5 separate regions of the Mus musculus genome follow, and regions 2, 3, 4 and 5 are each linked to region 1. A link is a contact called in public promoter capture Hi-C data. All regions are on one chromosome and are shown on one strand. Each heading gives the region's core, a stretch centred on a gene start, on an enhancer-like site or on the middle of the called end of the contact. The rest is flanking DNA. Distances are from core to core; before and after follow the strand shown.

The links. Promoter capture Hi-C pulls out the DNA fragments that hold promoters and counts their contacts.
Region 2: a promoter capture Hi-C map of hippocampal neurons shows a contact between it and region 1, with 2.3 times the contacts expected there. The contact joins the promoter of Yjefn3 here to the promoter of D130040H23Rik in region 1. A contact is called at or near these places in 5 of 39 promoter capture datasets (the 3T3-L1 cell line, the C10 cell line, cranial neural crest and 2 more).
Region 3: a promoter capture Hi-C map of neural stem cells shows a contact between it and region 1. The contact joins the promoter of Pbx4 here to the promoter of D130040H23Rik in region 1. A contact is called at or near these places in 4 of 39 promoter capture datasets (the 3T3-L1 cell line, cranial neural crest, liver and 1 more) and 2 of 115 datasets of contacts at active chromatin or transcription factors (embryonic stem cells and extraembryonic endoderm stem cells).
Region 4: a contact with region 1 is called in a promoter capture Hi-C map of maxillary cranial neural crest. The contact joins the promoter of Gmip here to the promoter of D130040H23Rik in region 1. A contact is called at or near these places in 4 of 39 promoter capture datasets (the 3T3-L1 cell line, cranial neural crest, liver and 1 more), 1 of 115 datasets of contacts at active chromatin or transcription factors (embryonic stem cells) and 1 of 9 other capture datasets (adipose tissue).
Region 5: a promoter capture Hi-C map of hippocampal neurons shows a contact between it and region 1, with 2.5 times the contacts expected there. The contact joins the promoter of Atp13a1 here to the promoter of D130040H23Rik in region 1. A contact is called at or near these places in 7 of 39 promoter capture datasets (the 3T3-L1 cell line, the C10 cell line, cranial neural crest and 3 more), 1 of 484 Hi-C or Micro-C datasets (B cells), 1 of 115 datasets of contacts at active chromatin or transcription factors (embryonic stem cells) and 2 of 9 other capture datasets (adipose tissue and pancreatic islet).

Annotation. Positions count from the first base shown.
Region 1 is chr8:69,269,800-69,272,412 of GRCm38.p6, reverse strand. D130040H23Rik (RIKEN cDNA D130040H23 gene) reads right to left here and starts at 1,309. Exons shown (of 5, transcript NM_001384124.1): 1 at 1,222-1,309.
Region 2 is chr8:69,892,670-69,895,282 of GRCm38.p6, reverse strand. It overlaps Yjefn3 (YjeF N-terminal domain containing 3), which reads left to right and starts at 1,300. Exons shown (of 6, transcript NM_001353930.2): 1 at 1,300-1,372. The coding sequence starts at 1,308. It overlaps Ndufa13 (NADH:ubiquinone oxidoreductase subunit A13), which reads left to right. Exons shown (of 5, transcript NM_001382215.1): 3 at 1-41; 4 at 708-779; 5 at 873-1,114. The coding sequence ends at 1,062.
Region 3 is chr8:69,831,300-69,833,912 of GRCm38.p6, reverse strand. Pbx4 (pre B cell leukemia homeobox 4) reads right to left here and starts at 1,289. Exons shown (of 8, transcript NM_001024954.2): 1 at 1,062-1,289. The coding sequence starts at 1,204.
Region 4 is chr8:69,807,386-69,809,998 of GRCm38.p6, reverse strand. Gmip (Gem-interacting protein) reads right to left here and starts at 1,312. Exons shown (of 21, transcript NM_198101.1): 1 at 1,179-1,312; 2 at 141-225. The coding sequence starts at 1,197. It overlaps Atp13a1 (ATPase type 13A1), which reads right to left. Exons shown (of 26, transcript NM_133224.2): 26 at 2,250-2,580. The coding sequence ends at 2,470.
Region 5 is chr8:69,789,864-69,792,476 of GRCm38.p6, reverse strand. Atp13a1 (ATPase type 13A1) reads right to left here and starts at 1,314. Exons shown (of 26, transcript NM_133224.2): 1 at 836-1,314. The coding sequence starts at 1,222.

The DNA.
Region 1 (2,613 bases), core at 60-2,559:
GTTTCCCACATATAACCTAAATTAAGAAAATAAAAAGTGTACATGTTATTAAGTTAAAAAATTTTTAAAAGGTAAAAATAATTGAAAAAAAAATCTTAGCACTATTGACCTGGAAAAAGAGTAGATCCTTCCTTAGTAGAGGGAATGCCATTAATAAGATATCGATTGACCTTGCCTCTGGGCACAGTGTTAGCTGTTGAGATGTATAACCCATGACACACAGCTACAGCCAGTGAGTGGCCTGTGTCTCAAACCTCTGAGCTGACTTAACTGTGTCAATCCAGGTTTCTACTGGATCTACCAGGTTTGTTCCTCAGTTTGAGAAGGGGCAGTGCTCCTTTTCCACACAGGAAAGCCTCAGGGAAAACCTTGCTAGATCAGGCCAGCCCTCAACACAACAGTGCCCTTCCTTTTCAAAGAGCTGTGTCTTACCCATCGGGCAAAACTATGCTTTTTTAGTGGGAAAAACTAGACCTGTATAGCACACCAGACCTTGATGTTAGTTGTGACCGTGCACTACTTCTTTGAATAGCTTTTAGACAACTAACTGCCTTTTAATATGCGGATTGCGTTAGTGGCTGGTTGTAAATCTTTTGTTAGAGTTTGGGGCCAAATGTCGAGACAATTCTGGTGAGTGAACATGTGTTTCTGATCACCTCATGTCTAAGAAGCCTGGTTAGCATACTACTTATCATCATCTTTAGGATGCTTTAGAGGCAGCCCACCCTTAGCTAAACTCTACTTTGCGTGACTTATTATCTCCTAAGCATTGGTAAATCCTTTCCATCATCAACTCTACCCTTCTCCATCACAGATTATTAGCGGAGTGCTAACGAACACATGAAACGCCATTTACTACCTCCCCAAAACTAACTCCAAATGGATCGTACTCCTAAATATTAAATATGAAGCACAGAAATTCTAGAGATGCTAGAGAAACTGGGACTCTCTGAGTTTGGCAAACTGCCATCTTCAGATGCAACAAAAGCCTGGTGAAACTGACTACAAGGATACTTCTACACACTACCCCTGTTCCCAAGGCTCTGCGCAGATGCAGCTCCCAGACCACCACTGGGGTCTAGGGAGATGCAAATACCACAAAGAATCTCACAGCAGGCTGCATCTAACCACTGCTTCCCATCCGACCCCAGGGAGGGCCAACCACACGGGCTCCCGAGGTTCACAAGCCCACTGCTCACCAGGCAACCGCCCCTCGCTCACCATATCTTCTCTCCCAGGCTCGCGCTTAAGCCGCAGGTAGTGGCAAAGAACCACTAGCACTAAGGAAGCTTCAGATTCCAGCCTGCAGAAAGTCCCCCGGAAGAGCCCGCCTCCCCTTCTGACTGGAGGTCCGCCTCAAGGGTCTGATTGGCTAATGAGACTTGAGTGACAAGAACCTCCCCCTTATGCTTAGAGGATGCAGAAGGGACACAGCACAGTGTTTGCTAGAGCTGATATCAACCCCAAGGCCAGACCTTTCCCGGATATGCACATATTTGCATTTCAGTCGCATTTGCCCCTGCCTCCAACCATTCACCCTTCCGCCTTTCTGCACTCAGCAACATTTCCTTCTTCCTCCTGGACACTGGGTGGCTGGCTTGTGCATCTCATTTCACAATGTGGAGTGGAGTGATTTTTGTGTCCCACAAGTAGAAGGGAGCCACAATATTAACAATTAAGGAGAGATTTTAGGAATCAAAACGTTTGTTCTTTTGCTTGACACTGAGGCTAGGTGAAGTTCAACTGCATGTAACCTGGGAGGCAAGGGTACGTCAGAATATCCTGAGAGAAAAGCTGGAACCAGATCAGAAACACAATGATAGGTATACCTCCCACCAGAAGGCTGAATGGTACTCCACTCCTATAGGAGTTTTCCTCATGAAATGCAGGCCTGTCTCCTGACAAATTAGTAATAATGAAAAGTATAGTCTCCATGGTAACTTGAATACTTAGAATGAATTGGTTCATAGAAACATGCCTTTTATGAACACTATTCTTAGCCAGCATGTTCCTGAGTTAAGGTGAAAAGAACATAGCTGTGTATTAGTGAAGGTTCTCTAGATGAACAGAAGGGATAAAACAGATCTCTATGTAGGTAGAAAGGGAATCTATTAGAATGGCTCACAGGCTGTGGTCCAGCAAGTCCAAGAAGGGCTGTCTACCAACTAAAAGTTGAAGAATTCACTAGTTCAGTCCATTAGGCTGGTTGTCTCAGCCGGTCTTCAGTATAACCCACGATTTTAAAGATAGGGGCTCTAATGCCAGTAAAGAAATGAACTTACAAAAGTAGGCTGTTACCAGAAGGTGTGGCCCAGATTAAAGGTGAATATTGTCACCTCAAAAGATCCTGAAATGTCTTTCCACTTTAAAAGCTTTAATTAAAATCCCTCGCATGTTTTCAGCCCATTGGGTTTTAGTTAATTCCAGATGTATTCAGTCTGACTATCAAAAATTGCTATCACAGCAGACAAAACAGAAATGCTGAGCCAAAGTTCTTACCTGTATGGGCATGGGAGTCATTTCCAAAGCAATGCTGTTTCTCAAAAAAGGAAGCATGGGGATTTTTCTTAGGAAGCCTGGACACATTCACGTGGAGTTCTGCTTATTCCTCAA
Region 2 (2,613 bases), core at 51-2,550, 620 kb before region 1:
TTTGGCTACTGGAGAATGATGAGGTGGAACCAGGAGCGCAGGTAGGCCCTGCTCACCACCATGGAGGGGTTCTGTGAGGATGAGGGAACTCCTACTTCCTGTCCTGAAGTAAAACGCTGAGACCAGGCCTTCAGCTGTTGGACTTGGGCTTCACAGCTGGCACTGTGGGTGGTAACCAGCAGGTGGTGGGCTTGGCCTTGGTACATGGTGGCAGGTACCAGAGAGCCCAAGACCGTGAGTGTCATAGATGAAAAGTTTCCCTGGAAAGATTCCTTCCTGGGTTCCCGTTTCCTCAGCCCCTGAAGTTGAGAAGTTCGACTCCCTGTGGGGATAAATAAGAACAGTGGAAGAAGGCCCTGCAGGCCCAGCCCCCTGCTATTTTGAGAACAAAGGGAATTGGTTTTGTAAAGCCCAGAGCCTAGTGATGAGTGTCCCCCTCCATCCAGAGCATCAAGCAGGGCTATTTTTAGGATTTTTAAAAAATGTTTATTTGAAAGGAAAGTGTGAAGCTGGCAGTTTTATGGCTGCTATTGCCTGCCTGTGCCAGCTGTGCCCTAGCTTGCCCTCCTGTCCCAACTCAGGTGGCCAGCATTGGCCCCAGCTTCCCCCTCCCCACCAGCCCCACCAGCGCCCTGTGGCCCTGTCACGTCTGTGTCCCACACTCTCCCAATGGCCACATCTGACCCCACTGGGTATTGATTTTCCAGGCGCCTGCTGATTGAGGACTTGGAGGCCAGGATCGCCCTCATGCCGCTCTTCCAGGCAGAGAAGGACCGGAGGTAGGCTAGGGTGGGAGGTCCAGTGGAGCTATCAGGGACTGGGAGGAAGGGACAATGGTTTGCCTTGAGCTTAGCCATGCCTCGTGGCCACAGGACCCTGCAGATTCTCCGGGAAAACCTGGAGGAGGAAGCCATCATCATGAAGGATGTGCCCAACTGGAAGGTGGGCGAGTCTGTGTTCCATACCACACGATGGGTGCCACCCCTCATTGGCGAGATGTATGGGTTGCGCACCAAGGAGGAGATGAGCAATGCCAACTTCGGCTTCACCTGGTACACTTAGGGCCTGAGCCAACGCACATAATAAAGAGTGGTCAAATAAAATGTTGACTCTATAGTGACTCTATCGTGGATCCTTAATCGCTGGGCCCGCGGCCCAGTCATCACAGAGTTAAGTCACCCCGTGCTTTGGCCAATGGCTGTATGGAGCGCCTCCTAGTGGCCTCAGATTAGCAGGTGCCTAGTCACAGGGCTCCGCCTCCGGGCCACACTTAAAAGGCAGCGCGGAGCCAGCTTGCCCATGCGACCATGAGCAGCAGTGTGCACAACAACACGGGCCCTGTCCAGTTGCCAGAGGAGAGGCGCTTTCTCAGGTCAGTGGGTGACAAGGGGTCGCGGCCAGGGTGGCAGGCAGGAGGCAGGTGAGTCTGGGGCTTAAGGTCTGCTGGGAGCTTGCAGGTGCATCCAAAGCTGAGTTGCCAAGGAAACTGCATTCCAGGCAAGCCAGCCCTCATAGTCACCCACCAGGTTCTCTATTGTCAGAGAGAAATTGTTTGAGATGTGGTCAGGGGCTTGGAGTCACACAGAGGCTTTGAATATCTACTGCCACTGGGAGCCACAGGGGGCTCAGGATGCCTTGCCAAAGCCCCTGGCACATTTTGGAGTACAGAATGTATGCATGATGCCTGTGAACAAGTGATGGGGAGGGCACCCGGGTGCCTTAGCTGGATGGTTTCTTGCCTTTCTAGAAGTAATTTGGGATTTTCAGGCTTAATTCCCTTCAACACTGGACCTGAAAAGAGATCTAAGCTTGGCTGCTCCTGTCCTAGGAGCTGGAATTGAGTGGGACCTCCCAATATCAGGCCCCAAGTGGCGGGGGGGGAGGGGGGGGGCTGCTCCCCCAGCTCGCATCCACTCTGCACCAGGGTCAGCGCTGCCCCTTGGTTGGGTTCTCTAGGACTGCTCACTGTCCCTGCTATCATAGCTTCAGGTGAAGACAGGGAAAAGATCAGCACCCCACCCACCCCTGCAGAGGCAGCAACCATGGCTGTCCGACCAAAGTGGGACTGAGCCTCTCTCTCCACAGTGATGCCTATGAGTGGAGGCCAGAGGCTCCCATCAGGTCTGCCTTCCTCTAGTCTCCTCCATCTTATTATTTAAGAGTCTCTCACTAAACCTAGACTATTGATTGTCTAGGCTGGCTGGCCAGCAAGTCCACAGATCCTCCTGCATGTCCCTTGACAGTGCTTGGGTCACAGACACACCTGCTGTGCCCAGCTGTTTATCCACCCCACCCCACCTCTGCAGGTTCTAGGAATTAAACTGATTGCAAAGGCAGCAGTTTGTCGACTCTTAAGGCATGTCTGTGAATTTATTGTGAAGGTGTCTGTACAGGAAATAGACATTGGGTCCCCTGAAGCTGGAACTGCCCAGCGTGGGTGCTGGGAGCTGTACTCAGGCCCCTTGCAGGAGCAGTTCTGGCTCTTAGCCACTGAGACATCTCACATCCCTCCAGCATTGTTTTTGAAACAGAATTTCAGAAAGCAGGACTAGTGAGAGTCCTGCCTCACCCTCCAAGTGCTGGGATTCAAGTTTGTGCCACTGTGTCTGGGCC
Region 3 (2,613 bases), core at 40-2,539, 560 kb before region 1:
GCTAGCCTGGGAAACATGAGGTCCTCTCCCAAACAAACAGACAAATAAATATAAAGAAAAGGAATCCTTGGGATGTGGTTAGTGGGTGGCGGATGACTCTCACCCCAGCACTCTGAAGGTAAAGACTGCATGATCAGGAGTTCAAGGTTATCTTTTGTTTGTTTGTTTGTTTGTTTGAGTCTCTGGATGGTTCTAGCCAGGGTTTCTCTGTGTAGCCCTGGCTGTCCTGGAACTCGCTTTGCAGACTAGGCTGGCCTCGAACTCAAAGATCCTTCCAAGGTTATCTTTTAATAAGTTTGAGGGATGGAGAGAGGGCTCAGTGGTTAAGAGCACTGACTGCTCTTCCAGAGATCCTGAGTTCAATTCCCAGCAACCACTTGGTGGCTCACAGTCATCTGTAATGGGATCTGATGCCCTCTTCTGGTGTGTCTGAAGACAGCTACAGTGTACTCATATACATAAAATAACTGACTCTTTAAAAAAAATGATGAGTTTGAAGCAAGCCTGGTGATAAAAGCTCCTGCCAGGTTGGGGGTGGGTACACTGGAGAGAGAGCTTAGTGGTTTAGTGTACTCGCTACACTCCCAAAGAACTGGAGATCTCTACTCACATGTCGGGAGCACACACACATACACACAAAGAGAAAATAAAAACTATAAAAAGACGGGTGCCCTCTATGTCCACCCAGCTCCCCATATCCGTTCCTGAAAGTTCTCAACGGATCCTGTATCAGATCATTCTAGTACAGGCTCTTCAGTAGCTTCTCTTCCACTGTGTGACTTGCAAACTTGCGGTCTTTGCCCTACCCCAACCCTACGCGTCCGCCAATAATAGATCACTTAACCCTTCCAATGTCTCCTGTTCCCAGGGCCGGGCTTTTACCTCCATAACTCTGATACCCTCTTTCCTCACGAAGTCACCCTTTAGTCCAGGACAAATTCTTGTATCCTTCATTCCCTCTGGCCCAAGATCACTCCGCCTGTCCATCACTCCAAGCTCAGCTGCACCTGTCCCATCCTCATCCCGCCTCCGCCCCTTCCCTTCCTGCCCGGGAGCCGCACCTGGCCTGAGCCTCGTCCAGGCTCTGGTCGGTGATGGCCATGATCTGCTGCAGGACGTCGCTCGTGTCATGGCCTAGTGGAGCTGTGGTCGGCAGGCGGCGCGGGGCGGGCTGTGGCGGCACGGGACGCAGAGGGGCGGCCATGGGCTACAGTCCCGAGCGAGCGCAGAGGGACAGGTCCCGCCGGGCTCTCGCGCTTGCGCAGCAGCCAACCGCCGCAGACCCAGGGACCACGCCTCCTTCAAGTCCACTAGCCAATAAAACGCCCTTTTCATCTATCTTCGCCGTGCATCACCCTCTCCTTCGCGATGCGCCCCAAACAGCTTCTCAACGGCTGCTGAGGGTTGAGGGTTGTCTAGGAAACAGGAATTCTCTTCTGATCCTCCCACCCCTCAGGACACGCCCCCTGTGGGCGCCGTCACCAATCAGCACCATGCACTGTTCCCCCTCCTCAGCGACTAGCTAGAAACTTCCTTTCTCAACTGCCAGTAAGAAAGGAACCCCATGGTTGGGGTTGCCATGGTAACGACTACCGCCTGCATTTGCTTAAGTCTGGTGCACTTTATGGCTACCTTCCCCATCATAGGCCCTCGTCCCTTGCTTACTCCAGTGCCTCTGCCTTCTCTTTAGTCCTGGATCTGTTTAGGTTATCACTTCTTCACAGGGCCCGGGTTCTTTACAGTCATTCACATCTGAGTTTACTTCCTCAGAGGCTTGCATCCTCACTGTTTGCTCCCCATCTTCATATTTTTCAAAAATTTCAAAAATTTGTGGGTGGGCAAGGCGACACATGCCTTTAATCCCAACACCAGGGAGATGGATCTCTGTGAGCTCTAGGCTAGCCTAGGCTACATAGTTTCCAGACAGCCAGGGCTATACAGAGAGACCTTGTTTCAAAAATAACTTGAGACAGAGTCTCTTATTGCCCATGCTGTCCTCAAGTTTGTTATGTAATGAAGGTTGCCCGAGTTTGCTATGATTGGAGCATGATCTCGAACTTTCTTCTACCTCTAACTCCTAAGTGCTGGGATGAGTGCTGTGTGCCACAGGGCCCTGTTTGTGTGGTGAAGAGGATGGAATTCAGGGCAGCAAGCATACCAGACAAAACCCTACCAACCTAACTATATCTGTACCCTAAATTTTCAGCGTCTTGAGTCAGTGCCTCATATAGTTCAAACTGATATCAAATTCACTGGTAACTGAGAGTGCCTTCCCCTCTCCTCACTGCCCTGGCTACTTCCTCAGAACTGTGGGTCTTCCTCCTCATAGCTCCCCACAGCTCCTCAGAATTCCCACTCCCCAGTCCTGCCTCTTCCTCAAGGCCTCTCACACCTGAGTCCCAGGCTCCGCAAAATTTCTGGTCCTTTTCACAGTCCCTCCCACCCCCCGCCCTGGGGTTCTCCCAGCAGCCCTCAGGGTCCTCCACTCTATGACTCCTCAGAATTCTTCTGGGCTGGTGAGATGGCTCAGTGGGTAAGAGCACCCGACTGCTCTTCTGAAGGTCCAGAGTTCAAATCCCAGCAACCACATGGTGGCTCACAACCATCTGTAAC
Region 4 (2,613 bases), core at 63-2,562, 540 kb before region 1:
AGAGGGCCCAGTTGTTTGGAGGGGGGGGCTCCTGTCTTAGGCTCAGGAGGTTGGAAGTCAGGGTGTCTGGATGTGGGGCAGCATGATACCCAAATAATTAGGGAGCTCTGCCCAATGTGGTGACACAGGCTCAGACTCACACGTTCCCCAATGATATCTCGAGGTTGTCCAGGCTCTGGAAGATGTCACTGTATCTCTTCCTGCCCTCAGGAGCTGGGGTTAGCTCTGGGGGAGGGAAGTGTAAGAAAACATGAGCCAACCAGTGTCTCTCTCCACCCATTAGTAGTGGCAAAGCAATCCGAATGTACCTCAACAACCACTCTCAAGCAGAGGTGGGAAGGGGGGCGGGCGGAGAGGGGAGAGAAGGAGGGGGGAGGGAGGGGGACAGAGAGAGAGAGAGAGAGAGAGAGAGAGAGAGAGAGAGAGAGAGAGAGAGAGAGAGAGAGAGAGAGAGAGAGAGAGAGAGAGAGAGAGAGAGAGAGAGAGAGCGCTTCGGTGGGGTCATTTCTGATTCCACAGATGGATCCAGGTAAAATCTCAGAGAAGCGTTTGCTCACAGCCACAGGGACACCATGCATGGGAGGACCCATAAGCAAAGGAAGGAAACAGATGCAGCTGCCATATGAATGCTGGAGTAGAGGGCTGGCTTGACAATGGAGCCACATGGACCCCAGGCCAGACAGATGGAAAAGCACGTGGGACACACAGGCACTTAGCCTGCGGTATAAACACACGCGAGTACCGCTGAAACCACGAGGGACAGGACTGAATGACACTCGATACACAAAGACAGCCGGAAACATAACCCAGTTCTAGCCACAATTCTGCCGCCGCCCCCTAGCCTGATGCCTCGGGGCTACCTGCAGGAATATTGGCCATGACACCCTGCCCCCATCCATCCTACGATCAGAAGCAGAAGCGGCCACTTCCCCTTCCTGGGCCCCTTCCCCCAGGCATCCGGGGTGCCCGCTCTGGCGGGCAATCCGAGGGCTGAAGGCTGGCGTCGTGAGCACTGTGCGCTTCAGGGGTCTCCAAGGTGCTCGGGGATCCCCTCGTTCCTTCCCCTGTCAGTACTCCTTTCCCGGCTGTCAGATAGCTCAGGGGTAAGTTGGGTTTTCTGGTTTAGGAACTGAGGAGCGGTGGTGGGAGGCCCCCCCCCTTCGGTCCCCACCCCGTACCTGTCTCCGCTGAGTCCATGGCGATGCCCGGGGGCAGGGGGTGGGGTGGGGAACGCGCGGCAATGCTGAGAAAGGGACAGGGCTGCGCGCCGCCCGGGACCAGCCCGATTTCCTGCCTCTGCCGACCCAGTGGTGTCGCCCCGCCCCAGCTATGCCACGCCTCGAGACGACCACGCCCCTCCCGGAAGTCGCCATCGCATTTGACTAGCTTCCAGAGTTTACCCCAGTAGAGGAGCCCCAGCGAGCCAGGGGTCCCTTCTGTAGATTTCTGTAGCACCCTAAGTCCCTGTAGCACTCTTCCAGCAAGCCGGGGATGTCTGCCCCAGAACATTCCACACCCAGCGACTAGATTTAACTCCCCGCCTAGGCTTTTAGATCCAGGGCACTCCTGTGAAGAACTGCAATGAAGGACTGCAATAAACCCCAAATCTCCAGGGCAGGCTTATTTTGTTTGTTTTGTTGTTTTGGAGACAAGTGTCTCACTATGTGGCCTGGCTTGGTTTATTTGGTGTGTGGGACTGATTAGCCTCCAACTCAGAGATCCCCTGCCTCTGCCTGCTGAGATTAATGATGCACACCAGGGCTGGAGAGATGGCTCAGCAGTTAAGAGCACTGTCTGTTTTTCCAGAGGTCCTGAGTTCAATCCCTAACAACCACATGGTGACTCACAACCATCTATAATGAGATCTGATGTCTTCTTTTCTGGTTCAGCATGAAGAGAGAATAAATCTTCAAGTAAAAGTGCAAACCACTGTCTAAGTGGGTGAGGCTCCTGAGGTGGTCGGCTCCCTTTCAAAGCAGTCAGTGGTTTTAGGGCAGGCAAGGCCACAAACACCTTGCACTGTGACCTCCATGCATGTAAGGAGGCTATCCACGGTGGCCAGTGACAGTGCGCCTGACAAGAGAGAGGATGTGCACGACACTAGAAAACCTGAGGTCCTAGGTCCAGGAACGCCCGCAGAGGGTGTCTCTCTCCTCTGGGCCTGTGGTAATCCTAGGCCCTTGAGTGACCACCTGGCCCCTCCAATTCCCAGGGGGCCCTGTGTGGCACAGATATAAGTGGCAGCAAGCTTTATAAAATTGCAGACGCCGATTTATTTACCAAAGGTGCTAGCCAGGACTCTTCTACTAGCCCGGCCAGCGGATGCCCACAAGGGTCCCAACTCAGTCTTCCAAGAGCAAGGCAGGGCTGCCTCACTGTGGAGATGGGAGCAGTGCTCCCTCCTGGGGCAGCGGCGGTTTTCCTGTTCAGTGGCAGCCAGGGTAGGCAGTGGATACCAGCACCATCTTCTCAGGAAGGCACTCTCAGCTTCGGAGTCCCCAAAAAGAACTGTAGGACACGGTCAGCCAGGAGTGCCAGGCAGAAGTCCAGGGCCAGGACCTGGCCGATGACCAGCTTGAACTGTCAAGAAGGAAGCAGGCTGAGCTGGGTCTG
Region 5 (2,613 bases), core at 65-2,564, 520 kb before region 1:
TCACTGGGTATTACCCTCAACCTAGAGTACCTTAAAGTCAGTGCTTCCTGTAGTGACACTATGTTTAGAGTTCTGAATTTAGAATCACTGCACCATTCTGACAAGCCCTCATCTTAACCATACCTTACCGATAACTTGAGACTCTACGCTATTTTAAGTCACTTACAAGTAGTTCCTGGCCATCTTCAGCACCAGAATGAATTACACTCTCTTTTGGGTCTAGCAAGGGACAGACAGAAGCTGAACACTGGGCCATAGGACTTGGCTTCATACATTTGGGGGTATTACCCCACAGGTCTAATCTAACACTTAAAAAAAAAAAAAAGAAAGAAAGACCAACACAAGAGTAGAAGCCAGAAATAGTGACACAGGCTTTTAACCCGAGAACTCTGGAGGCAGAGCTAGGCGGTTCTCAGTGAGTCCTAGACGACCCAAGGCTGCATAGTGAGATCCTATCTTACAGGAAAAAAAAAAAAAGAGTAAGAAAAGAAAACCAAAACCAAGGTAGGAGATGACGGAGAAGCAAGGCGGAACCGTTCCAAGAACAATACACCATATGGGAGCTAAGAGAACAATTCACACTAACAGTAGCATATGGATCCTGCTCTAAGTGTGTTCCAGGTGTTTCTTGTGAATCAAAATAACCAGCCACAACTGCATGGCGAGTCACAGCGGGGTCAGAAGTAGGCCTGAGCCATAGGACAGGGGGCGCCGCTGGAGAATCGAGCTGTTAAGATTGGAGACTCGCAAGCCCGCGGCAGCCCGGTACCCCCGCTAGGCCCCATTGTGCCTGGGTCCCGGTCCGGGTCGGGGTCGGGCGCGCGCGCGCACTTACCGGGGTGCAGGTGAGCGCGCAGTGCGCGTGCACAGACCAATGCCCCGACAGGACAGTGAGTGCGTGCGCGAGGCAGATGGTGGCGAGCGCCAGCAGCGCGGCCTCGGGTATCTGGGTCCAGCTGCTGCCCCATCCCCAGCAACCGCTGGCGGCGGCGCCCAGCCAGGCTGGGTACAGCAGCCCGGCAAACGGCAGCACGGTGAGGCGCCGCAGAAGCGCCAGCCGCCGGTACGGCCACACGGCGGCCACCAGTTCGTCGCCGTTCGCTATGAGTGCTGGCCCGGCAGCTAGGCCCGGCCGCAATCGCGACCCAGGCTGAGGAGACCCGTTGTCCCGGGCCCCGCCAGGCCGGGCTCCGCAAGGAACCGCGTTGCCCACCACCGCCATCTTTCCCAGCGCTGCGCTGGCTTCCGGCAGAGGCACCGCCCCACTTCCGGTCTATTACTTCCGGTAAGGTCTGAGCGCCACCTTGGAATAGGAAGCGCCTAGGTAAACCGTTAGGTGGGTTAACACAAGTGTCTGTTCAGGGCGCCGCCATGACAAAGAAGGTACCAAAGGTCCAAATCAGCTTGCTAAGGTCGGCCGTGGCGAACTAAGAACGCAAAAGATGTAGACGGGCAGGGCGGGATTGACATCAGCAAGAGACCCTGAAACGGAAGAGCCCGTCCCTTCTCAGCAACTTTTCCGGCATCTATCTAGGAAAGAGCCTCCGTTTGGGGAGGAGAAAAGCTTACCCTAAGATACAAACTTTAGGACTTGGGACCTTTTGAGGGCGGGTTTGGGAGGAGGCGGAGCTTTCGCAAGGTAGGGTTGAGGGTGCCTTTTCCATGCAAGCCATACGGTAATAAGTACACAAGGTCACATTAACATAAATGGAAAATTAGGTACTTATGAAATATACTATGATGCTTTATGCAACTATTCTGTACAAGTACTGTTATTTAAACACAGCCATAAGAAGGTTTTGAAGATTTAAAAATATATAAGTATGTATCTGTCTCTGTGTGTGTGTGTGTGTGTGTGTGCGCGCGCGCGCTGTGCAGTTCCTACGGGGCCCTAAGAATTCGTCTGAGGTGGGAGCGGGTAAAAAAAAAAAAAAAAGAATGTGTCTGAATCCTGGATTTGGAGTTACAGTTAGTTGTGAGTGTGAGTTCTGGGAATTAAATACAGATCCTCTGGAAGAGCAGCCAGTGCTGATAGTGGCCGCTGCCTTTGACTCGCGAGTGCTGGCCACCCTACCCAGATCCAATATAGATCATTTTTATTCTTTTTCAATGTTATTTTGCTTGGTAGTGCAGGGCATCTCATGTATAAGCAAAGCTGAAGTAGGAAGATGACAACTTCAAGGTCATCTGAGAACTTAAGGAGACTTTTTCCAGACTTAAAAAAAAAAATAAAAGTGTTGGCTAGTTCAGTGTTAGAGTGCTTGCCCAGCATTCTTGAAATCCTGGGTTTCATTCTTTGTAAAAACAAACAAATAGAAAAACTCACACAGCCCCCTGACTGCAGCCTGCTGTTGCATAGTGATTTTCTCTCAGTTGAAATGACTGGAGGAAAGTTTGATAAGAGGACTAAGGAAGTTCTAAAGGCAGGCCTTGTCTCCTCGCTTCTCTTCACTCTATCCCACCCCAGGGGATTAGTCTCCAGTCCTTGGGCTTGGCAGCAAATGCTCTTGCCCTCTGAGCCTGCTCTCTACAGAGAGGTCCGTTAAGACTCAGGAAATAATTCAGAGGCTGAAGAAATTCCTGAAACCTTAGCAGGTGCAGCAGGCTCACTTC